Linked DNA regions of Pan troglodytes: region 2 is linked to region 1. The links are chromatin contacts, called in public Hi-C maps. All regions are on one chromosome and are shown on one strand. Each heading gives the region's core, a stretch centred on a gene start, on an enhancer-like site or on the middle of the called end of the contact. The rest is flanking DNA. Distances are from core to core; before and after follow the strand shown.

Region 1 (4,253 bases), core at 442-2,941:
CTACTTCCTAGTCACTCCTTCAGAAGAGGGTTATCCTCATTCCATCTTCCCCACCACTGGTTTTCCAAGGCAGTCCTGAAAATTCAATTTGTGTGTCCCCTACACCTGCACTTAGTTCTCCCTTTTAAAGTTCAAGGGCCAGACCATGATCTTTCTGAGGCAGTGACCTCAGGAAGGGTCTGTCTGGTTCACCATAGCATCCCTAGAGCCAGCCTGGCACAGTGCTGGCACACGATGGCCAAATAACCACCAATATGGGACGTAAGTCAGGTTAACAACAACAACAACAAAAACAAGGTCAGAGGTTTATCAAGGTACATTATAGCTGGGTGTGAGAAAACACAAAGTCCTGCAGCTTAAAAGACCAGGAATCGCTGGTGATCACAAGGAGCTACAGTGGCTTCATTCCCAGATTCTACCTATGCCTGGGATTTGGGTTTTGAGATTTCCCAGAACTCTGTCTACAAGACCTCGGCTGCAAGGAGGCAGTCAACAAGTGCAACTGATCACTCCAGTAGATGAGAAAAGGATGCACCCAGGCTGGTATCCCACATTCTGCCAACACATGGAACATAAGTCACAGAACAGAATAAAATTCCTGAATCCCAATAAGAGAGGAAGAAAAAAGTGCAGGGAAGAGAAATGGAAGTAGAGAAGGAGAAACTAAAGTCATGAGAAGTCAGAGACATATCAGAAGGGACTAGAGGGCGAGAACGCAGGCTAGCACAGATGACAGCAGGGGCTCCCCTTTACTGAAATGTATAGCGGCAGGCACCGTGCTTAAGTTTACATGCACTGACCCATTTAATCCTCTTACCAAGCCAGAGGTAGAAACTATTCTCATCTCCATTCCACTGGTGATGAAACTGGAGCGGAGTGAGGTAGGGCACTTGCCCCAGCACAGAGCTAGGAAGGGGCCGCTGGGACCTGCCCGGCTCTGACTCCAGGACACCCCATCCTTTAACACTTACTACCTATTCTGCCTCCCAGGCCTTCAAATAGGATTGGGAAAGGAGTCATTCGCTTATCCATTCATCGAACACTGAACACCAACTGGATGAGTGTCAAGGCCTGGGGCCAGGCGCCGGTGGGCGGATGTAAGGGACGCGGGCTGCGAGTGGGGGACAGAACACGACGTCAATCTTAAGGCGAAGGAGCAGAGCCCGCGGCCAGACCGGCAGCCGGGATGCAGGGTGGGGCCGGGGGCCGAGGGCGCGGGACGCGCAGCGGAGGCCTGAGGAGGGGCGGGCGGCCCCTGCTCCCCGCTGCGGACCGCCGGCTTCTGCGGGCGGCGAGCCAGGCGCTCCGTGTGTTGTGGCATTTAGTGTCCGCCACTCCGCGCGGGCGAGACCGCGGGCGAGGGAGACGGGGCGGACGGGCATGGAGACCTTGCGGGGCTGAGGCAAGGGAAGAGTGGCCCGGGGGAGGCCGAGGAGGGGCTCGGGGCCAGGCGTCGGGGGCGTCGGGGCCGCTTGCGGCGTCGCCGGACTCACCTCCCGCGGCAGCCCCTCCGGACTCGTCGGCCCCGCCGGGCCGGAGGAGGCGGGGATGGACTCCGGGCCGCGGGGGCTGCCGGGAGCCTGTTCCCTGGGCAACGGGGCCGGCACCGGGGCCAGCACCGAAGAGCAGCAGCTGGCTCCGCCGGGGGATAGAGCGGCAGAGCCACAAGTGGCGGCGGGCGGGGCGGACGTGACGCAAATGCGTTTCCGGTGGGGTGGGCGGGGCTTCGCGTCTCCTTCTACGGATATCTGTGGACCTTATGGAAGGTGCGTGAGATCGGTTCCTTTCCCGGGGTGGGGTGGCTGTGAATGTTACTGCTTAGGCCGCAGGTTGGACCAGAAGCTCAGGAGCTCCCCGGATTACATGAGGTTAAATGGAGGTACTCTGTCTTGCCCCAGCCTAGCCCGCAGGCCCCTCGCAGCCTCTGCGAGCTGCTCGGGAGACAGTTTTGCCGAGCCTCCGTTTTTTCACATGTGCAGTGACAGATGAACGGGACGATATACGCAAATGAGTGTCAGCAGATCCGACATCCAAATTGTAATTATTGTCACTATAAATTAGTACTAACAGAGTTCACTGGGTGCCAAGCCTTGCATGCTCATCTCGTCCAGAAACTCCTCTCTGAACTGCCCTCAGTCAGAACATTCTGCTTGTAATGAAAGCTGGCTTTCGCCTAGTGCTCAGTTTGCTGAGTACTGCTCCAAGCACTTTAAGTGGATCATCTCATTTGAACCTCACAGTGGTCCCATGAAGTAATGTCAACCCCATTTTGCAGATGGGGAATCGAGGCTCAGAGGGGATAAGTAACTTAGCCACTGTGCCCTTACCCTACCCTGTCCTGTGACGCTGATGACTGGTCTGTCTTTACCAGCCCTTGAGTTTCTTGAAGTCAGTTATGTTTTTGGTTCCTAAATATGTGCCCCGTATGAGTCAGGCTGACCATGAATCAGATGTGATCCTGCCCTCAGAATCTCCTGTTAGGGGGAAAACCCTTAGACAATTATAGAACAGGTGGTAAGAGCTATTCCTCCATTTACCTCATTTTATGCAAAGCCTCCTATGTGTGGAAGGTTTGAAAGAGAACAAGACATAGTTCCTACCCTAGTCGAATTTCCAGTTTAGCAGGGAATATAGACATTAAACAAGCAAATACACTCCACTGGTGAATGTCATGATAGCAGAATTATAGGGTGTACCACATATCTAGTGGTGAGTCGTAACCCAACCTGGGGGATCCAGGAATACTTCTCTGTGGAAATGACTTTCTAAAAACCTAAATCAGATAATTTCACTGCCCTATCCAGAGCTCATTGCTCACTCCCCATTGTATTAGGTTGGTGCAAAAGTAATGGCAATTTTGGCTGTTAAAAGTAATGGCAAAATCTGTTACTTTTGCACCAAGCTAATACTTAGAAGTCCAAACTTCATTTTTTTTTATTTTGTTTCGTTTTTGAGACGGAGTCTCGCTCTGTCACCCAGGCTGGAGTGCAGTGGCGCGATCTGGGCTCACTGCAAGCTCCGCCTCCCGGGTTCACGCCATTCTCCTGCCTCAGCCTCCTGAGTAGCTGGGACTACAGGCGCCCGCCACCACGCCCGGCTGATTTTTTGTATTTTTTTAGTAGAGGTGAGGTTTCACTGTGTTAGCCAGGATGGTCTCGATCTCCTGACCTCGTGATCCGCCCGCCTTGGCCTCCTGAAGTGCTGGGATTACAGGCGTGAGCCACTGCCCTCGGTCCAACTTCTTATCTTGGCCTATTAGGTTCTAGTTGTCTGATCACCTACTCACGCACTAGTCCTTTTCTGTCTATTTCATTCCAGCACACTGGTTTTTTTGTTTGCTTGTTTTGTTTTGTTTTCTGTTTTTTGAACTCACCAACCTCATTATCATAATTAGGGCACATACTACTGACCTACCCTATTTCTGGCTTTTCATCATTCAAATCTCAGCCTAAACGACACCTTCTCAGGGGATCACACTAACACAAGACACTGTTTTATTTTCCACACACACTTATCATGATCTGAACTGATCGTGGTCATTTAATTGTTTATTATCTGCCTCCCCTTTGGAAAGTAAGTTCCATGAAAACGGTCCTGGTCCGTCTCATTCAATCACTTCATTCCCCCATGCCTGGCGTATTGTAGGCAGTAAGCAAATATTTGTTGTTTAAGTAAAGAATGAATGATAAATCAAGATGATATTTTAAAGTGAGGATACTAAGTATGAGGCAGGGGAGTGGGGACACACACAGATAGGAAAAATATTCCAGGTCAAAGTCAGAACTTGTACAGAGCCAGCTCTGATGCACAGAGAGCAAGTGGGAAAGGGTAGAAGCTGAAGTGGTGGGCAGAGCTTGGATAGTAGAGGCCCTTGAGCTAACAGGTGAGATACTGGGTTTTTGCCTTGTGCGAGGCCTCACAGCTTCACATATATTATCTAATCTCAGCAATCCTATGAAATAGATACTATTTTTATTCCCATTTTACAGATGAAAATGTTGAGGCTCTGAAAGGTACATTAAGTTGCCCAAGATCTCACAGCTGGCGAGCTGGGGTTCAGATGCAGGCAGTGTGGTCTTCTGACTTGAGGCATCAAACCATCCAGCTGTTGTGTGTCCTGGATTCCTCAAGAGGACTTTATCCTGTGGGCAATGAGAAGCCTTTGTGGGGTTCAAAGTAGAGAAGGCAAGAGGGCACAGTTGGGGGAGAACAAACAACCTGAGTTGGCTCTTGGTGGTCTGGGGGTTGCTTCC
Region 2 (4,215 bases), core at 765-3,264, 140 kb before region 1:
GTGGAGAGAGACCCGCCCTGAGGCCCAGTGCACAGCCTGGCATCCACTGGTGCCCTTTCACCCTCATTCCACCAGTAGCCATGGAGACGGCTGTATCTCAACTCCAGCCTTCGAAGAGGGCAAGAGAGCAGGGGAGCCTTGAGCCACAGACAGCCCACCTGGGCACCATCTCCCCAAGATGTCCCCCAGGGTCTGGGGCTCCCAAAGGCCGATTGTTGACTCCAGGACCTTCACTCACTTTGCTCTCCCCGCCATCGTACTCAGAGGCATCCAGAACTGGCAGATGGGAGAAGCCCTAGGGAGATAGGCCTAGATACAGGAGGAGACATGTGGAGCTGAGGCAAAGGCGGGTGCGGATGCCAGGCCCAGTGCCCTCTGTACCCCTACTCCTGCTGACAACCTGGCTGCTGTAAGCTTGGCAGTTGCCATGGACTCCCTGGGAGAGATGGCGTGGCCTGGAACGTCCCCCGCCCTGAGGTGGGGCAGGGCTGGTGGGGTCTGGTCATCCCCCTGGTGGGTCCATGCATGGCAGCCTGGGCAGGATACATGTGAGTGCCTACCTGCGCTGGGGTGGCCTGACCCTCTCTGGGCCTCACAGCTTTGTCTGCCTCATGGTACTGTCCACCTGGCCTCTCAGGACTGCTCTGTGGCGTGTGTGCTTAAGGGATTGAGCTCGTTGGGCTGGGGACAGGGGCCTGCCTAGGTCTGTTGAGAGGGCCCAGGTAAGACTTCCACCCAGACTGACTGGCTGGGGCACACAGAGAAGCCAGGACAGGGCTGATTGTGTGTGCAGGGGCGTGCCCTCTGGACGAGGCCCCTCCCACCGGGGCGAGGCAGAGGCCTTGCTTGGTTGGAGCGGAGTGGGGGAGTGGGAGGGTCTCCCTGGTGAGATAGTACTGGAAGGGCAGGGACAGCATTCTAGGGAAGGAACCAGAAAGAGCCCCTGCATGGAATGTGGGGATTTCACCATGAGACCCCGGCTGCCTGGCCTCTGAGAACGTGTGTGCGGGGATTCCAGGTGGCAGGTCGTGTCTGGGAGGATGGGTGGGGGGCTGAGCAGTCATTGCCCCTCTCCAGATCTGCGTCCACATCTGTAAAATGGGCCTAGAATTCCCAGCCGCTGGGGGCGAGTGAGGCCATAAATTAGTTGAGATGGACCCAGGCTCCTAAGCCCCCTAGGTCATGACCCCAAACCTTGGAACCCCCGACGGAGACGGTGGGGGTGGCCGAGGCCCAATCGAATCTATCCCGCCCAGATGTGGGAAGAACCGCAGGGCAAACCCCCGGCTTCCCTCCTGGCCGCTCCTCTCTTTGAGGCCACCTCTCTGAGCCCTGATTTCCTGGCGGGTGAACTGGGGATCATCGTGTCCACTGTGGCTGGTGGTCGTGAAACGAAGTGGAAACATGAGTGTTGAGGCCGAGATGGGCGCAGTGCGCGCTCCTAAACAGCTGTCCCCATCCGTCCGCCCCTCCCTCCCTTGCGCGGGTCAGCTGGAGCGGGGGCGCGCCAGGCACGACCCTGGCCGGGCAGAAGGCGGTGGAGCCCTTAGGGGTCGCGGCTCCTACCCCCGGCCCTCCCATGTGCAGATGGGGTAGCAGCCCGGAGGTTTTTCCCAAGGTCACGGAAGGTCAGAGAAAAGGGGAGCTGGACGCGACGAGGAAAGTCACGCACGGCGGAGGGCGGGCCACCTACGCGCGCGCCCGAGTTCGCAGAGCAGCGGCGCCCTCCCGGGCTGGGGCAGCTCGGAGCTCGGAGCCTTTCTTCGCCCGCAGCTCGGGTTCCGGGAGCCCCGCCCCCGCCCATCAACGCCCCGCCCCTTTCGCCACGGCCCCGCCCCTCCTCTCCGTTCTCCCCGCCGGCGCTCCCTCAAGTTTCTCCGAAGTTTTCCGCGGGTCCAGCGGTGCGCCCCGCCCGCCGGCCGGTGACGTAACAATGGTGCAGCGCGGCGGCCAATGGGTGGTGGCGGGGGCCGGCGGCGCGGGCCAATGGCGGCGGCGGACGGTCCCGCTGTCCTGCCTGGCCGGGGCCGCACTGCGCCGCCCGCCGCCCGCCGCCCGCCCGCCCGCCCGCCGCCGGCGACGGCACCGCCGCCCTGCGATCCGGCCGCGGCGGCTCAGAGCGCGGCTGCGGCGGGCGCGGGCGGCGGTGGCTCCCTCCCGTGCGTCCGTCGTGGGACCTTTGCCCGCTCGCCCGCGGGGGACAGCGCGCGCTCCGGTCCGCGGCAGGGGCGGGGACGCCCGGCCTGTGGCCCCGCGCCCCCCATGGTGAGTCCCCGTCCCCCGCGCCGCGCCCGCGGCCGCCGCCCCCTCCTCCTCCGGCACACGCGCACGCAGGTGCAGCCCTCGCTGCGCCGGCCACCTGCGCACGGACGCCCCGCTCGGCCCCGCGACCCTCCGCCGCCCGACGTCTGGCCGTGCAGGCCGGGAGGGGACGGGTAGGAGGTGGGGGGTGGCCCCGGGCGCGGCGCTGCCTTCGATGGCCCAACCCCCTTATTCACGAGCCGCGGCCGTGACTCTGCCCGGTGACGTGGGGAGGCCGAACTTTACGTAACCCGCCCGGCGCCCCACGCGTGCCGGCACAGGGCATATCTGGGGCCCGGAGGCCCAGGCTTGGGGAAGGGGCTCCAGTCACGGTGTTGCCCACGGGCCACAGCCTACCCGCACCGCGCCGCTCTCTTTAACTCAGTTACTGCCAGTGATAGTGACCCAGTCAGTGTGTGTGGACGCGGCCTGCCTTCTGTCCCAGGCCCCTTGTGACCAAGGGCTTACCCTTGAAAGAAGGCAGTAGGGAGGCTGGGACGGAGCCAGAGGTCAGACGCCTAGGCTCAGGTCGGGGCTGGGGACTCAGAGGGCAGGGTCAGGGCTCAAGCTCGATTGCCTGTGGGCTGGGGGTCCCCACCAATTCTGGAATGAGCCCAAACTGAGACGCAGGGGACCTGAGTTCTAGGCCTGGCTCTGCCGTGGCTTGCTGACCTTGGAGAATTGGAGAAGCTTGTGCCCTGCTGGAAAGTGGGATGGCAGTACCCGCTTCATCTAGTAGTCGGGGAGATCAAGAGAGGTATGGGACCTGAAGAGGATGGCAGACTGTGCAGTGCGGTGCACACCGGTCTCCAGGTTGTTTTCACCCTCCTGTCTCCTCCTAGGAGCTAACGTGTAAGCAAACATGTTTGGATAGAGGGCTGGTGCCACGCCCCAGGCTCACCCCGCCCGCACAGCCGTCGTCCACCCCTCCCCTTTCTTACAGATGAAGCTGAGGCTCGGCCAGGGACTGTGATATACCCACATCCCCGGAACTAGGTGATCGCGGTGCAGGAACCAGGTAGGTCTGAGTCTGGATCATGCCTCTGAACAGCCCAGGAAGAGGCTCCAGGGGCCTCCAAGTGGTCTGGGGTCGGAGGTCAGGGTCAGGGTTGCGCTTGGGCTGGAGAGTGGATTTGCCTCAGCTTGAGATGTGGGCCCAAGCTTTCTGATCCCCTCCCTGGCCTTTTCTTTATTTGGGGTCGTATGAACCTGGCTTAGGTGGGAACAGAAGCTCTTCCAGTGGGTCCCTGGGTTGGAGAGGGGAGGGGAGATTTGAGGGCATGGGCAGCAAGGGCATTTCCAGCAGAGGTGCCAGAGAGCAAGTCAGTTTCAAGGAGGGAGAACAGGTACAGCTAGATCAAGGATGGAGGCGGTGGTTCTGGGCGTCGGAGAGATGGAGCTCTGTAGGGTGACTGGAAGGGCCTGGCCGAGGCTGGAGGTAGGTACGAAGGCCTGGTGGGCCAGGACCAGAGGGGCTGTGTGAGGGGCAGAGGGGAGTCCCCGGGCCTCCCCAGTTTCCCCGCGCCTCACCGTGGCCTCTTCCTTTCCCCGCAGGTGTGCCTTCGCGGGATCCATGCCTTGAGGCCCAGGAACGCCCCGCCGACAGCATGCCGTGGGACGCGCGGCGGCCTGGGGGTGGCGCGGACGGCGGGCCCGAGGGCTCGGGCGCGGCGCGCTCGCGAGCGCAGAAGCAGTGCCGCAAGTCGTCGTTCGCCTTCTACCAGGCGGTGCGCGACCTGCTACCCGTGTGGCTGCTGGAGGATATGCGCGCCAGCGAGGCCTTCCACTGGGACGAGCGCGGGCGCGCCGCCGCCTACTCGCCCTCTGAGGCGCTGCTCTACGCGCTCGTGCACGACCACCAAGCGTACGCTCATTACCTGCTGGCCACGTTCCCGCGGCGCGCGCTCGCACCGC

The links. Hi-C and Micro-C count contacts between places; a contact is called where the count stands out from the background.
Region 2: a Hi-C map of stem cell-derived neural progenitor cells shows a contact between it and region 1, with 1.9 times the contacts expected there. The contact joins the promoter of ANKRD9 here to the promoter of TECPR2 in region 1. A contact is called at or near these places in 1 of 7 Hi-C or Micro-C datasets (stem cell-derived neural progenitor cells) and 1 of 1 datasets of contacts at active chromatin or transcription factors (stem cell-derived excitatory neurons).

The regions. Positions count from the first base shown.
Region 1 is chr15:100,376,043-100,380,295 of NHGRI_mPanTro3-v2.0_pri, reverse strand. TECPR2 (tectonin beta-propeller repeat containing 2) reads right to left here and starts at 1,691. Exons shown (of 19, transcript XM_016926982.4): 1 at 1,494-1,691. It overlaps CINP (cyclin dependent kinase 2 interacting protein), which reads left to right and starts at 1,590. Exons shown (of 5, transcript XM_001164253.6): 1 at 1,590-1,766. The coding sequence starts at 1,760.
Region 2 is chr15:100,520,290-100,524,504 of NHGRI_mPanTro3-v2.0_pri, reverse strand. It overlaps ANKRD9 (ankyrin repeat domain 9), which reads left to right and starts at 2,014. Exons shown (of 3, transcript XM_009428496.5): 1 at 2,014-2,265; 2 at 3,245-3,319; 3 at 3,856-4,215. The coding sequence starts at 3,909.